5 separate regions of the Mus musculus genome follow, and all the other regions are linked to region 5. A link is a contact called in public Hi-C, HiChIP or PLAC-seq and promoter capture Hi-C data. All regions are on one chromosome and are shown on one strand. The core of a region is the stretch at or near the end of the contact, and the rest is flanking DNA. Distances in the headings are between cores, read along the strand shown. Region 1 has its middle 40 kb from the start of Gm19866. Region 2 holds the start of Etohd2 (ethanol decreased 2). Region 3 has its middle 34 kb from the start of Tut7. Region 4 has its middle 23 kb from the start of Gm19866. Region 5 holds the start of Dapk1 (death associated protein kinase 1).

Region 1 (2,813 bases), core at 187-2,686, 730 kb before region 5:
AGCATATTTAACCAATTTAGTTTACAGAGGGAGTTCAAGTTTTTTCTAGCTTGCTTTATCCAACTGTAACTTTGGGATCATAAATATGCTTACGTCTCCTGGGGAACATTCTCTTGTACTGCATTTTGGAGATGCTGTCCAGATGTGAGAGGGTTTTATCCTGTCCCCCTCTGAGAGTCCCTCTGAGCCAGGACATTGCAGTGGAACGTGGTATGTCTTTTGTAAGGCGCCAAGCAGCTTGGTGGATGAGATTGTTGTTTGTGGGGACAGGAGTACACCTCTTTCCAATACAGAGAACCAACAGATGCTGAGAGTTTGGGGATGCTGTCAGAACAAGGCCAGGTTGATTAAGGTCCACCATTTCCTGTTCCTGGATGCTGTGACCTTAGAGTCCTAAGTCTTGGGATGCAGCCTGCAAGAGCCCGAAAGGTTGGGAGGAGAGTCTGCAAGGCTGCCTCCCAGCACTGTCACTGCTCAATGACTGCCATATGTAGGGAGAACCAGCGACACTCGTCTTAAGATCTTGGGAATGTCTATGGCCCACTTCAACTGTATAAGTGAAAGAATGCTGGCTCCCTGACCTTTGTAACCCCCTCCCCCCTTTATTTTTTGACAAAGGGAAAGCAGATGGTCTGGGAAGCCATGCAATTTCATGCGTTGTCTAATAAAACCGGAATTGCTGACTCTGGTGAGCACAGAAGGACTCTGTTTGCCTCTTCCCTTGTCCTCAGAGTTTGCTTCCTGAGCTGGGGTAAGAGTGGTTATCTGTGGTCCCCGGGCTCCAATCTTTTCTATAGACCACCTCAATGGACACAGAGATTGTTGGTTTCTGGGTCTTCTTTTGTAGGTGCTTCAAGATCTCAAGTTATAGAACTTAAGTTGGAACCTGTCATAGTTGAGAAGCAATAAAGCAACAAGACGAGAAGACGATGCTTTCTAAGCACTGGCGGCGTGGCTGCTGAATGGTGTCCTGCCAGTCTCTTAGCTCTTCTGAATCCCTGGTCTGTCACTTATGACAAGGGCAGATGGCAGCAGCAGCTTCACCATGAGGAGCAAATGAGACAGTGTTTCTCAGAAGCAGGTTGAAGTGGCCAGGATCTTAAGATCTGTTACAATGTGGCCATACACACATCAGTGGGTCATGATTTGGAAAGGTGACTGCCGAGAAGGGGGCAGGGAATGATGCAAAGCACAGAAATGAATTTTTTATTCTTTGATAGTCATTTGCTGAGAGTTGATAAGGCTGTGACTAGGTTGCCCTGTGAGCTATACATCATTCTTTAGAAATAGTTTGTAACTCCATCAGTATCACTGGCTTGATGGTAACAAGCTGCTATTCTTTGTTTATATTCTTAGCGCACAGCTATAGCCTCTAGCTATTGCTTAAAGAGACCTAGCCTTAATCAGAAATATTTGTGGTTTGTATAGGGACAGACAGTGTCAGAACCACATGACCATCTGAGGGTGGCTGTTGTATTGCCCCAAGGAGAGTCTCCCTGGGGCTGGGCTGGTTGGTTTTACAGGAGCTGAGGTTTAGACTTCCTGTTAAGAAAGTTGCATCATAGCAAACAGAACTTGCTGTCTAAGCAGGCACTGGTGGTGTTCTCAAGGGAGAAGAGCAGATGTTGCCCTTTTTAGGAAGAGGAAGAGGCAGGCAGGTTTGTGAGAAGTCAGCATGTTGGCATCTGCTCTGCTGTGTCAGATCCCACGTAACCTCGTATTTCCCAAGTCAGCTTGGTGGACATTTAATTAATGATAGGGCTGTGCTTTCCCTCCCCTCCAGTGGGGCTGGTGTTTCATCCGAGTGTGAAGCGGCTTTGCTTTTCTCTCTATGGATCTGTGCTGTACTCGGGGTTGTTTGTGCTTTTGTACTGTATTGAGAATTGTATCAGAAACAGCTAATGTTTTCTGAAGGCACAGGAACCCTATAATCATGAAACTACCTGTGACCTCATGTAGATATTCACACCATGTCTCTGATGGCAACGACGTGAGGACCTTAAAACATTCTTGCTTGTGCTTTCTCCTGCGGACATGATTTTTTTCTGGACCTGACTTTGCTTTTCTTTGGGAAGAGAATTTTCATGTGTGTGGAAGACTCAAGATGCATTGATGTATGTTTCTGGGACTTTTGAAGACAATTTAGGAACACTTAGAAGCTTATTGTTGTATATTATCTTAAATCTAAATCCTGGGAAGAGTCAGGGCTTATCTGAGACTCTTCCTGGGTCATCTGACCCTTGAAGACATGCTGTAAGTGACAAATCGCAGTGGATGCCAAGATACTGAACTGGCTAGCCACGGTAGGAGCAGATGCGGAGATAGGTTGGGGTTCAGTCCTACCATGGATATGGCTGACCTTCTGCTATTTTGGAATCTGGAGGTGAGCTTACTCAGAAAGCTCCTGGTTTTATGCCCTCTGAGGCTAATTCCATGTTTAGTGTCCCTCACTGCTTCAGGAGTCATGATGAATATACAGTCATCATCAGTTCAAGGGAGCCTTGCCATCAGCAATCCACGCTGGAAGCTCCAAACACTAACACTTCTGTGTGCTTTCAGGAGGGTTTCCAAGGCTGTAAGAACCCTTTGCCTTCATAGTGTTTGTGGTGGTTGTTGCTGATCATCCTTCTGTTTGCCCATGGGGACTGATCTGAGAGCTGTGTTTACCTGTGCTGATAGCAGCTGGGCCTGTGAATCTGTGTTCAGTATTTGCAAAGACAAGGGTGGGAAAGATTCTTGGGAGCTTTCCAGTATCAGAGGTCAAAGACTTGGCCTAGGGGCTCCCCCAATGGTGTTTGATGTGACCCATTTGT
Region 2 (2,700 bases), core at 188-2,687, 830 kb before region 5:
GTTGCTTTTGCATTTGCTATGTGCTGGGGTTCAAAATGTTTACCAGACACTTGAAAAACAAGTACGAACCACGACGCCTGCCAACAGCTGTGCCTATGAAAATCAGGGAAAGGTGATTCTAGGACCAAGCCTAACACCACAGACTCTACAGCTGAGCTAGGCAGCGCGGCAGAGGGTGTGAATTGAGATCTACTATACATAACGAAACAGAAGATTACAAAGCACGACACAGGCCAGGACTGTGCAAATGAGATGTTACTCCTGGAAGGAATGGCCTACGGAGGGTGCGAGCCAGGCAACTCAATTATTTCTTCTCATGAAAAACAGCGGATCATGATAATGTATGCTTATGAGGTAGAAACGGGGGCAGAGGGGGGGTGTGAGAAGGGGCGGGTCGAAATTTCCCAAGTAACATGCAATAGGCCAAATGGTGATTAAAAAAAAAAACAAAACAAAACTAAGCAAGCAAACAACGACAATAACAACCACCACCTATCCTGTGCTCGACTTTTCTGGAATTTATTACTTGTAGGAGGATTCTACTCTATTCTCAGTAAGATGAGCATAGTTTGCACAATCCTAGAATCCATGACATACCTGCGGTGACGAAAACTAGCTGGTCCCGGAGGGAAAAGCAACACAGAATGCAGTGTGATTACTGGGGCAAACTGAAGGGCCAAACAATGACCTATCCTATAAACAGATTATCTCACTTGTTCACGACTCCCTTCTATTTTGCTTCAACTAACTATTGGCAAGAGCCCCTCTTAGGACTCTGGGTGGAGCGGATTCCGCGGTGGCGTCTGGACCGAATGAATCCCGGTCTCACGCTGTCCCGATCCTCTGGGGCTGACGCCTCCTGGGAGGTTATGCGGAGCCGCGGCGTTCCCTGTGTGACCTTTCTCCGGGAACGCCGTGACCTCGGCGGCAAACTGCCGTCCTCCGCCCCGGCCGCCCGGTGGCAGCGCACACAGCCCGTCCGCCCCATCGAGCTCCGCGCGCGGCCCGCCGGGAGACCCTAGTCCGCGTCCAGGCTCGCTCTGCACCCCGGGCCGCCGCCGCCACCACCTCCCTGCGGACGCCGAGGTGACTCACCAGTGTGAGGGCCGCCCGCGTGGGCTGCAGTTTTCTCTTGCTCACAGCCCGCACGGTGGCGCGGACCAACGACGCCGACATGTCCACGTCGCGGCACCCGCAGCCTCCGGCTGGAGCGTGGGGACTCAACTTCTCTCCATGGACACGGCGGGCACTTTGACGCCACAAGCTCCTGCGCAGGCGCCACAGGCCCCGCCTCCCGTCGCCCGTCCCGCTCCACCATTGGACAGTCCGGGTGAGTGACGGGCCGGGCCGATTGGCCGTCATCACTGACGAGGCAAGGGAGGTGACCTGTGACCTTGCGGGCTTCGCGGTCACTGCGCTAGCGGAAGTGGGATGGCTCCTTCCGTATGGCGTACACTAACGACAGACCCCCCGGAAGTGGGGACACGGCTCTGTGACTCTGGAGCTGCTTCGATAGTAAAGCAAGCGGGTAGACACCATACGACAGGTTTCCAGTTATTGAAATGTCACTCTTGTGTAGCAGTTTGTGTCAAGAAAACTGAGCACGTACGTAGCTACCAGCCTCGCATGGAAGCACGGGCATGGTGGCTCTATCCGAGCCTCTGAGAGCGAGCGCCCTGGGCGCTACGTTAGCATCGGTTCTTGAGTCCCGATCCCGGGCCCCGTGCACATTTGGCTAGCCTTTCCTGCTAGCCGGTCCCATTTGATTAGCTGTGCGCCTGTCACCACGCCTCGGCTTCCTTCGCGGCCCGTGATGACGTAAGAACGGGAGCTCCTTTATCTCGGAGCAGCAGCTGGCCCCGTGCGGGAACTGGGTGGGCGTGGGGAGTACTGAGGGGTTTGCTACCCCTGATCGCCCCCTTATGGTTCCAGGAAGGCCGAGGGAGGGAAATGGATTCGGCCTCAGGTCTAGACGGAAAGAACAAGTGTTTTCTTTTCCAGTGCGATCTCACTGGTCTGACTAGAAGGGGCAGTTTCCCCGTCCGAAATGGGGACTTTGCCATGCTGGAACACTGACAGAGTAAGACAGACATTGTACATTCTGCCTAGACCTGCCCAGGAGCTAAGAAAATGTTCTGACCCTTTCTTCATAGCTTTACAAAGAGTGGGCACACCATGTTTTCAACTCTATTTTTAGTGTCTGAAAACTGTGAACCCCACTCGGTCATTGATCTCTCTCTTGCAAGGATTTTGTTCCACTTGGGAAGATATCCTCTCCTTAAGATAGAAGCCACCTTTGAAGCAAAAGAAAAACAGACTGATTTTTTTTTTTTTTTTTGGTTTTTCGAGACAGGGTTTCTCTGTACACTGAAAACACATCTTTTACATCTTTTACCAGGAAGCTTGCCAAAGCAGTTCACAGTGAGCAAGAGACTGTTAGAAGGTGAAGATCGGGTGTTCAGAACTCCTGCTGTAAAAACTGGATTCTGAGTTTCCGCTGTTTTAGAACAGAACAGGGCATCGGCCCTGGCCCTGCGATCGCTTGCAGAGGAAGCTTTGACTTGGCCATGGCTGCGAGCCTGCTATCTTATCCGCTGAGAAGCGTGCCTCACTTGTCTAATGGTATCAGTATAAGCCATCAAAAACACCAGGCTGCTGGGCAGAATTTTTTTTAAGAATCAAAATGTAGGAAACCTTTTT
Region 3 (2,700 bases), core at 58-2,557, 750 kb before region 5:
TTGGTCACCCAGAGTTCGCTCCGTCTCAGCCTTTAACCAGCTGGGCATCTCTGCTGTAGTCTCCATCTGGTGCAAAAAGAAGCATCTTCGATGAGGAATGAGAGGCAGACTTAAGTGTGAGTGTAAGTACTTAGAACACAGTTTGAAGCTGCATCCATGACTGGCAAGATGGCTCAGTGGGTAAGAGCGCTTGCTGACTGCTTCTTCCTGAGTTCAAATCCCAGCAACCACCTAAATGAGATCTGACACCCTCTTCTGGTGCGTCTAAGTCAGCTACATGTACTTATGTATAATAATAAATAAATCTTTGAACTGGAGCAAGCAGAGATCCTAAAAATTCAATTCCCAACAACCACATGAAGACTCACAACCATCTGTACAGCTACAGTGTATCACATACATTAAATAAATAAATCTGAAGAAGAAGAAGAAGAAGAAGAAGAAGAAGAAGAAGAAGAAGAAGAAGAAGAAGAAGAAGAAGAAGAAGAAGCAGCTGCAGCCATCTAGAAAAACAGCTTACAGCACCAGGCAAGGGTTCCCTCTTGTTGAGTAGGCTTTAAGTCTTATGAGACGGCAGTTGGTATATTAATGCCACAATCACACCGTTTGGGAGTATCTTGCCATGCCGGTCACGGTCATTGCTATCATGACTTGCAAAAACCCAAATCATAGTCCTGAATAGTCTCTTAAATGCTCCAGGATGTACGTTCTCTGCATCAAACAAAACAAAACAAACCAAAACAAGCTTCCCTCAAACTTCCCCCAAATCTAAAAGAAATGAGCAGCAATTCCCACATGAACCATACAGAAGCTGCGCCTTTCCGTCCTTAGGGAAAAGGTGAGTGCAGAGACTGAGGTGCCGCGCCGTCCTCCTCTGCATGGCCGGTAGAGGGAGCAGCTCACCAACCCTTGATTTCTGGCCCTGATGCTAAGTGGATAGAAGACTCACCCCTCAAACGTCCCAGAACACAGACTTCTAGAGACAAAATAGTCTAGGACTATGATTTGGGTTTTTGCAAGTCATGATTTTCCGTTAAGTTATTCACAGAGTTCTAGAATTACCTTATTATAGTTGGACAGTGTTTGAGGGCGCAGCCTAAACATTGTCCTTCCGTTTCGCCTCCCTTAGAAAAAGTCATTTGAGCATTTCATCCCAAGTCCACAAAAATCTGGCCTGGGTGCTTACCCCAACAATTGGGTTAGATTCTCAGGGTCCAAGATCACTTGTGCAAGGTTGGGTTGAACTTTTTTTTCTCTTTCCTAATCCTTGAGCCTTTGATGTGGCGGTGGAGTGGGAACTGGGCCGAGTTCTTCCTCCCTGACTCATCAGCTCCCAGCTTGGGTGTCTCCAGCGTACTCCATGCTGCGTCTCTTGCTGACTTTGTTGGGACAGCACCTATCTTATGCTATCCCAGTTCACTCTCCCACCTTACTCTTCACTGGCAACCCGGCTATGACCAAATCGCCGCCGCTCGCTCTGCCTCATCTCAGGGCCATTTGCTTATTCTCTCTCCAGTCTGTCATGCACTTCCGGTTCCAGTCACAGGCTTATGCAGGGCTGCATTGCTTCTTTCTTGGAAATCCACGCTTTAGTGCGTCCCAGCCCCTCTTTGCAAGCACTTCTAGCAGTCTTGTGGTACCTCTTCTATTTTCCCTGTCTTTTAAAAATATTTATTTTAATTTAATGTGTGTGAATGTTTGGCTGTATGTTTATATGTACACCACATGCATGGAATATCCAAGGAGGCCAGGAGAGGGTGTTGGGTCCCCTGGAGCTGTAGTTACAGGCAGCTGTGAGCCAGTCAGCGTGAGGGTTGGGATCAAAGTCACGCACCACCACACGTGGGCTTCTTTTTCAATTATTATTATTATTTTTTAATCACCCACTAGTCTGGTTAGTGCTGTTTATACATTCATGAATGTAGAACTATACACTGGACCATTGGAAACCTATCGGTAGCCATAAAGGATCTTTTTCCCTCTTCAAGAAACTTCTGTTGCCAAACTCACTAAGAGCTCAGCTTCACTAAGGGGTGGGGTCTCACTAAGGGGTGGGGTCTCACTAAGGGGTGGGATCCATTAAGGGGTGGGGCTTCAGGAAAAGGTAGGACCTTAGCAAAAGGTGGGGCCCAGAGACCATCTGCTCCATCTGTGCTTGAGATTTTTTTTTTCTGGCTTGATCTTGTATAGGTCTTATGCAGGAAGCCACAGTTACTGTGAGCTCATGATTTTGATAGCCCTATTGTGTCCTGAAGACAATATTCCATGACACTCGTCTCATCCTCTGGATCTTACATTCTTTCTGCCTTCGCCTCTGTGACGGTTTGTGAACCTCAGTCGGGGAGGAGTTTGATCCCACTCAGGGCTGAGTTCTCTATCTCTAGATCCAGTACTACGACCAGTTATGTGTCTCTGCGTTGACTGCTGCCCACTGCAAACAGAAGCAAGATTCTGTGACCAAGAATAGAGCAGCTCAGATCTGTGGGTATAAACATAAGTATTTAGTAGGAAATCTGACAGCATGACCATCAGGCAGAATAACAATAGCTGGCTCCACCCTAGGCTCTTTGACTTCCTCAGTTTTTGACTGGTATTATAGTATTAGGCATGACATTGCCTCCCGTGGATGGGCCTCAAATCTAATCAGAAACTGGATAGTTACCCCATAACATCTGCACTATCATGCATGACTATCATGGC
Region 4 (2,765 bases), core at 32-2,531, 710 kb before region 5:
CCCTGTGCTGAGCTTCAGTCTCCATTTACTTCCCTGGGAATGCTTGCGTGGCATGTAACTTGCAACTGGCACTGGCGTAGCTTTGCCCTTTCTTTTACTGATCTTCTTTAGTATTGGGTGTACAGTGCTTAAATGAGTTGATAGGAGCACTGAACAGTGATAATGGGGTGTGGTAGATACCTAAGTGTTCAATGAATGAATGGGACAGAAATGCCTTTGCTCCCGGTCTCCCTGAGCTGTTGCAGCATGGTTGTGGTTTCCACAACAGTATGTTCAGAGCAGAGCAAGAGGTTTCTGGGTAGTAGTGACAGCTCCCACGGGACTGTGTCCTTTCCCAGAACGATATGTTCTGTTGGCTGGAACAGCCCTTATGGTACCGATGACTACATAGGTACCTATAGATGTATAGGCCTGGTGGAGCCTATCGAGGGGAAGTAGTAAGCATTGTCCTCCACGCGCTGGGCATCTTAAATAGGAGGCACGAGGTGGCAGTGCCCACAGTAGGAGTCTACTAGGCCCCACTGGGATTTCCGCGCAGACCTTGGCTTCTGATGGAGATACTTAAGGAGCCTGTCTCTCATTTCCTTCCTTTCAGTCAGACTCAGGGACTTTGTTAGTCAAGAGTGAGAGATGACGTGTCTCAGGCAGAATGGAGGGTGTCAGGCCTGAGAGGTCCCCTTTTCAGTTATCTGAGGTGGAAAGCAATCTATTTCCTTCTGAATTTTCCACAGCAGCAGGCTCGTTAGGCCCGGGTCTGTCAGAATAGGTTCCTGCTTCATCTATAGAGGTGGTTGATAATGCCCAGTTCGGTCTAGACAGGGTGTGAGACGGGGAGTGGCTTCTCAGATAAGCCATGGAGGGCTGCTCTTGGGTCTTCTGGGTATTAGCGGTTGTTTTTACAATACAACTGTGAAAACAGAGTGATCCCCTTTGCTCCCTCAGCAGAGCCCGCTCCTTGTTCCCTGTCCCCACCCCTCCAGGTCTCAGCCTCCATGGGTGGCTTGAGGATTATGTCCAGATACTTTAAGCCCCTCAAACAAGCATGATCTCTCACCTACAGTTCTCTATTTTAACTTAAGAACAATCTGCCTTTCTTTAATTATTGGGGATGTATATTTACTGTCTATTTAGAGGGAGGTGAGTGAACAGGTGGGACCCGGCAGCACCATGAAACTACCTCAGCAGCCAAGCGGCAACTGTGGCCTGCTGTGCCCTGGCTTCTGAATTCTCACACGAAGCACTTTTACTGCATGCACGGTTGACTCGCTGATCAATGGATCCTGGCAGCTATAAACATTTTATGGCTGTCTGTGACAATATGACTCCTAGGCCCCTAGAGGAGTCTATGCAGACAGGGCCTTAGGAGGAGGAGGAGAAGTTTTGCTCCCGGGGGAGGGGGTGCAGCTCCCAGAGGCCAGATCAAAACCAGGCGAGGGGTTGAGTTACTCACTCAGGGGCTTCCCACTGTCGAAGACAGAAAGGTGTCCGAGGTCCAGCAGTGTTCCCAGGTTGAGAGTGTTTATTTGTTCCCAGTCATTGCAACAATTCTAAGGATGATTTGACTGGCATTCCTTTGGGGACACTGAAGGTTAGTGGCTTGCCTATCTCCTGTTCTCTCTCAGTGCCTGAGAAATTAGCCCTTGAACTCTGGTCAGATGACACATGATACATGAGGCTGATGACCCCCATAGAAAAGCAAGACCCAACTGTGCCTTTATTTTGTTAGAAACCTCGAGTCTTTTCTGACTGACCCCTATGAACGCTTGAGGTGTGTACTCACTTTTACTCTGAGTTGAAAAACAGCAAGGGCTTTGTAATGCCAGGTTTTAGTGTGCAGTCACAACTGGAGGGCAGGGTTGTGAGTGCAGAAGGACAACAGGAAGGAGTGAAAGGTGTGTGCTCACGAGGCACGCCGAGCCTTATGTCATGTGAGCTCGCTGCGTTTTCTCTTGGAAACCACAGAGAGACCTTCGAAAGTTAATCATCGAGCCATGAGGGGGCAGCTGATGTCATGAGTTTCCAGTGGCCAGCATTGCCACAGTCACAGACATCTCTCTGTTTGCCTACCCAAAGGCTTACAACAAAACAACTCACAAGCCATGTGTTCTGAGGGTTTCTCTTTGTTCTATGAAACTCAAGAGTAGAAGTCGTAGAAGGAGAAGCGTCTTGTGCAGTGTTAGGCGTTGTCATTGTGGAGACCGCCAGCCTATAATCATTATGTAACCCAGGCTGGTCCTGATATCATGATCTTCCTGTGTCAGCCTCTCAAGTCCTGGAATTACAGGTGTGAACTACAGAGCCCAGCTTTGTACCTTCTGGATCTTTCTATTCATGTGTTTCTCTCAGATCTGTACTGGGCGAATGGTTTTGTCTGAATAGCGACACAGTGCTATGAACTTGATGAATATGTATGTATGTATGTGTGTGTATATGTATATGTATGTATATACATGTGTGTATATATGTATGTGTGTATGTATATATGTATGTATATGTGTGAATATATATGTGTGTGCATGTGTATATATGTATGTATGTATATGTGTGTGTATATATGTATGTGTATATATGTGTATATGTATGTATGTATATGTGTGTGTATGTATGTTTGTGTATATGTATATATATGTATGTATATGTGTGTGTATATATGTGTGTATGTATATATGTGTGTATATATGTATGTGTATATGTATATATGTGTGTATGTATGTATGTATCTATGTATTGACATATGTAACCCATCACATTCAATAGGTAACAGG
Region 5 (2,700 bases), core at 100-2,599:
CCAAGTAAATCACCCTTCTATTTATTTGGTTGTTGTTGTTTTTGGTTGCTGTTGTTATTTTTATTGTATTTGTCAATTCTCAAGATCTTCTTGTATTGACTCTCCATCTTAGCACTTAGGCCAGTGGCACATTCTAATCTCCTTCTTCTATCGTGCCCGCTGGACTCTTTCCTTGGGCCGTTAGGAATACCTTTTTGCTGTTTGTGTTTGTTTGGAGATGCGTACTCCAGCCTCACCTTCAACTTTTCCTACAGCTGAGGCTGGCCTTAAGCTCCTGATCTTCCTGTTTTCTTCACCCATGTGCTGGAATTACAGGTGTGTGCTACCACTCCTAGCTGGAGACGGAGTTAAGATTAGGATCTGATACATTCTTTTGCTTCTCTTTGTTCTTTTAGGCCCAAGCCTCCACGGTTGAAAATATCTGTTGAATGGAGAGTTTGAGCAGTGGTGTGGATATGAACTCTTGGCAGGTTCACGGATGAACCTTGGCGATTCTAGGCAGCAGGATAGAATCCCCTTTAGGAACTTTATTAAGTCAGGAGCACGGGGAGAGAGACATAATGGTTTCACGGGTGGACCCAGAGTGTCTGCGCAGACTGGCCAGTCCTCAGCAATCCAATGCAAGGTAAATGGCTACTGTTCTGACTGTAAAACAAACAAGCAAACAAAACAAAGCGAGTGTAACTATTTTAATAAAGTTTTATTTAACCCGATAGGTCCAAAGCACCATCATTTTGACATGTAGCTAATATAAAGACACACATACGGCGATTTTCGTTCTTTTTTTTTTTTTTTTTTTTTTTTTAACACAGTCTTAAACAGTGTCTGGTGTGTATTGAAAGCTTAATACAGCTCAAGCTGGACTCGCTGTGTTTCAGTTGAGCAACCACAGTACTGACAGCCTGTGATAGTTCAACCTTTTTCTCCCTGGATCTCAGACATCTCAGCTCAAAACAAGCGGCGGGAGACGCCCCCTCTGATGAGGCCCCTGCTGTCCTCTCTCGGTTTTTGTTGTCAACACAGAAGAACAGAGCGACCTCATTTATAAGCTATTTGTTTGCTATCGTTTCCATCGGGGTGTGGGCGCCTCCGGGGCAGGACTTTATTGATTTCTGCTCTATTTTTTTTTTTTTTTTTTTTTTTTTTTTTGTGGTTTTCCAGGCACGGAGCACGTCGCCTGGCCCACACGGATCCTTGGGTTCACACTCTGAGAGGACGAAAGCCTCCGGCTTCTTCGAAGCGGGCGGCAGAGGGCAGCCGGGCGCCGAGTCACAGGTGGGGCGCGCGCTCGGTGCGGGCGAGTGGGTGTGTGCGGGGTGCGCGCGGCGGGGCGGGAGCGCGGACCGGGAGGAGCCGCGAGCGCAGCGGAGGAGGAGGGCGCGGAGGAGGTGGTGGCTGCGTCCCCGCGGGGCCGAGCTGCGCCCGACGCAAGGAGCGGAGGCCGCTCGGAGCTGCCGGGGACCTGGACCCGCCGCGGGGCTCAGGGCGCACGAAGCGACAGCTGCGGGACCGGGTGAGTGGCCGCCGCAGGCAGTGGGAGGAGCGGGAGGGCGGCCGGGGCGCCGGGCGGGGGAACAGGTGGCGGGGCAGGGCGCTTTGTGTCCCTTCCCCGAGCTGTCCCCACGTTGTCCGGAGGCGGAGGCAGGAGCCCGGGAACCGCAGGCACGGGGCTGGGGCGCGGCAATGCGGGGTGTGGGGGTCCCCCAGCCTAGACTTAACAAAGGGCGCGTGGCCCCTGCCCGCGGGAGGCCTCGAGATCGGGACCCAGCCCCTGGGACCCCGATTTTTTAGAGTTTACCGTCTCATTCTTCTCCCCATGTCTTTCAGAGGTCTGCGGCTTGGTGCATGAGGGGCTCGCAGCAGCGAGGCGGCGGTGGGGATGGTTCGGGCCGCGGAGCCGGAGTGGCCTGGGCTTTGGTGAGGCGTGACAGTCTATCATGACTGTGTTCAGGCAGGAAAACGTGGACGACTACTACGACACCGGCGAGGAACTGGGCAGGTACCAGGAAGGGGTGACGGAAGCGCGCGGTGTGTGTGTGGTGGGGGGCACTGCGCGATAAACAGATGCTGCTTAAACCGGGCATGTCCCTGACTGGCCCTTCTCTGAGATGGGCGGATAGCAGAGGAACCGGTGCCTAACCAGCTAAAGCCAGGGACCATGAATAAACTGCCTGATCTGAGGGGTGGAGAGGCAACCCACAGTGCAGTTACTGTGCACAGGGTATGGTCAGAATCCCTGGATAAGAACAGACTTCATTGTGTGCACTACTAACTCCTGTCAGCCTTCACCCTTTTGAGACAATGAGGCAAACGCAAAGATTCTAACTGCAACTGGAGGGACCACCCATGTGTGTTTTAAGCGGCGTACAAGTTAATTAATGGGCACTTAAACAATTCTCTCCCCTTGTGCTAATTTTCAGTGCAACACCAGCCAGGATTGGTAGGCAGGCGTGGAACTTGCCAGATGTTGGCCTTGGATTTTGAAACTTCTTCCAACCAGGAATTTAATTCCCGGCTTGGTTAGTGGTGGCTTCGGTGTCATTTATGGCGGCTGTCTAGATTCAGAGCGTACCAACACGCTGTGGGGGGTGCGATGCTGAGCAGAGTGTGTCAGTGTCTAGGTGCACAAAGAAGATTTCACTGGGAGCCCTTGACGAGTGCTGGGTATCCATTAGCCCACCGAGTGTATTGATCTCTGCT

Evidence for each region. Promoter capture Hi-C pulls out the DNA fragments that hold promoters and counts their contacts. Hi-C and Micro-C count contacts between places; a contact is called where the count stands out from the background. HiChIP or PLAC-seq counts read pairs in DNA pulled down with a chosen protein or histone mark.
Region 1: a contact with region 5 is called in an H3K27ac HiChIP or PLAC-seq map of microglia, with 7 times the contacts expected there. The contact joins the enhancer-like site here to the promoter of Dapk1 in region 5. A contact is called at or near these places in 10 of 39 promoter capture datasets (HPC-7-derived erythroid cells, cranial neural crest, frontonasal cranial neural crest and 6 more), 5 of 484 Hi-C or Micro-C datasets (the N1E-115 cell line, cardiomyocytes, embryonic fibroblasts and 2 more), 11 of 115 datasets of contacts at active chromatin or transcription factors (SST interneurons, bone marrow-derived macrophages, embryonic basal ganglia and 8 more) and 1 of 9 other capture datasets (adipose tissue).
Region 2: a promoter capture Hi-C map of the HPC-7 cell line shows a contact between it and region 5. The contact joins the promoter of Etohd2 here to the promoter of Dapk1 in region 5. A contact is called at or near these places in 10 of 39 promoter capture datasets (3T3-L1-derived adipocytes, the HPC-7 cell line, HPC-7-derived erythroid cells and 7 more), 1 of 484 Hi-C or Micro-C datasets (embryonic stem cells) and 5 of 115 datasets of contacts at active chromatin or transcription factors (bone marrow-derived macrophages, embryonic limb bud, extraembryonic endoderm stem cells and 2 more).
Region 3: a contact with region 5 is called in a Hi-C map of the N1E-115 cell line, with 7 times the contacts expected there. The contact joins the enhancer-like site here to the promoter of Dapk1 in region 5. A contact is called at or near these places in 12 of 39 promoter capture datasets (3T3-L1-derived adipocytes, the HPC-7 cell line, HPC-7-derived erythroid cells and 9 more), 22 of 484 Hi-C or Micro-C datasets (LSK cells, the N1E-115 cell line, adipose-derived mesenchymal stem cells and 14 more), 19 of 115 datasets of contacts at active chromatin or transcription factors (T-cell acute lymphoblastic leukemia, VIP interneurons, astrocytes and 12 more) and 1 of 9 other capture datasets (adipose tissue).
Region 4: a Hi-C map of nephron progenitors shows a contact between it and region 5, with 1.9 times the contacts expected there. The contact joins the enhancer-like site here to the promoter of Dapk1 in region 5. A contact is called at or near these places in 6 of 39 promoter capture datasets (cranial neural crest, frontonasal cranial neural crest, hippocampal neurons and 2 more), 2 of 484 Hi-C or Micro-C datasets (nephron progenitors and palatal mesenchyme), 11 of 115 datasets of contacts at active chromatin or transcription factors (embryonic basal ganglia, embryonic forebrain, embryonic limb bud and 7 more) and 1 of 9 other capture datasets (embryonic stem cells).

Annotation. Positions count from the first base shown.
Region 1 is chr13:59,874,270-59,877,082 of GRCm38.p6, forward strand. No RefSeq gene overlaps it. Among named protein-coding and RNA genes, the nearest start is that of Gm19866, 40 kb to the right of the region's middle. Within about 2 kb of position 1,437, at least 111 of the 459 cell types and tissues checked have an H3K27ac peak or open chromatin away from gene starts, as enhancers often do. A contact at or near this core is called in the N1E-115 cell line, SST interneurons, adipose tissue and 4 more, where this site is marked.
Region 2 is chr13:59,768,529-59,771,228 of GRCm38.p6, forward strand. Etohd2 (ethanol decreased 2) reads left to right here and starts at 1,438. Exons shown (of 2, transcript NR_015349.3): 1 at 1,438-1,818; 2 at 2,399-2,700. Isca1 (iron-sulfur cluster assembly 1) reads right to left here and starts at 1,261. Exons shown (of 4, transcript NM_026921.4): 1 at 1,096-1,261. The coding sequence starts at 1,176.
Region 3 is chr13:59,855,599-59,858,298 of GRCm38.p6, forward strand. No RefSeq gene overlaps it. Among named protein-coding and RNA genes, the nearest start is that of Tut7, 34 kb to the left of the region's middle. Within about 2 kb of position 1,308, at least 33 of the 459 cell types and tissues checked have an H3K27ac peak or open chromatin away from gene starts, as enhancers often do. A contact at or near this core is called in the N1E-115 cell line, adipose tissue, muscle stem cells and 1 more, where this site is marked.
Region 4 is chr13:59,891,225-59,893,989 of GRCm38.p6, forward strand. No RefSeq gene overlaps it. Among named protein-coding and RNA genes, the nearest start is that of Gm19866, 23 kb to the right of the region's middle. Within about 2 kb of position 1,282, at least 28 of the 459 cell types and tissues checked have an H3K27ac peak or open chromatin away from gene starts, as enhancers often do. A contact at or near this core is called in nephron progenitors, where this site is marked.
Region 5 is chr13:60,600,598-60,603,297 of GRCm38.p6, forward strand. Dapk1 (death associated protein kinase 1) reads left to right here and starts at 1,350. Exons shown (of 26, transcript NM_029653.3): 1 at 1,350-1,513; 2 at 1,828-1,999. The coding sequence starts at 1,938.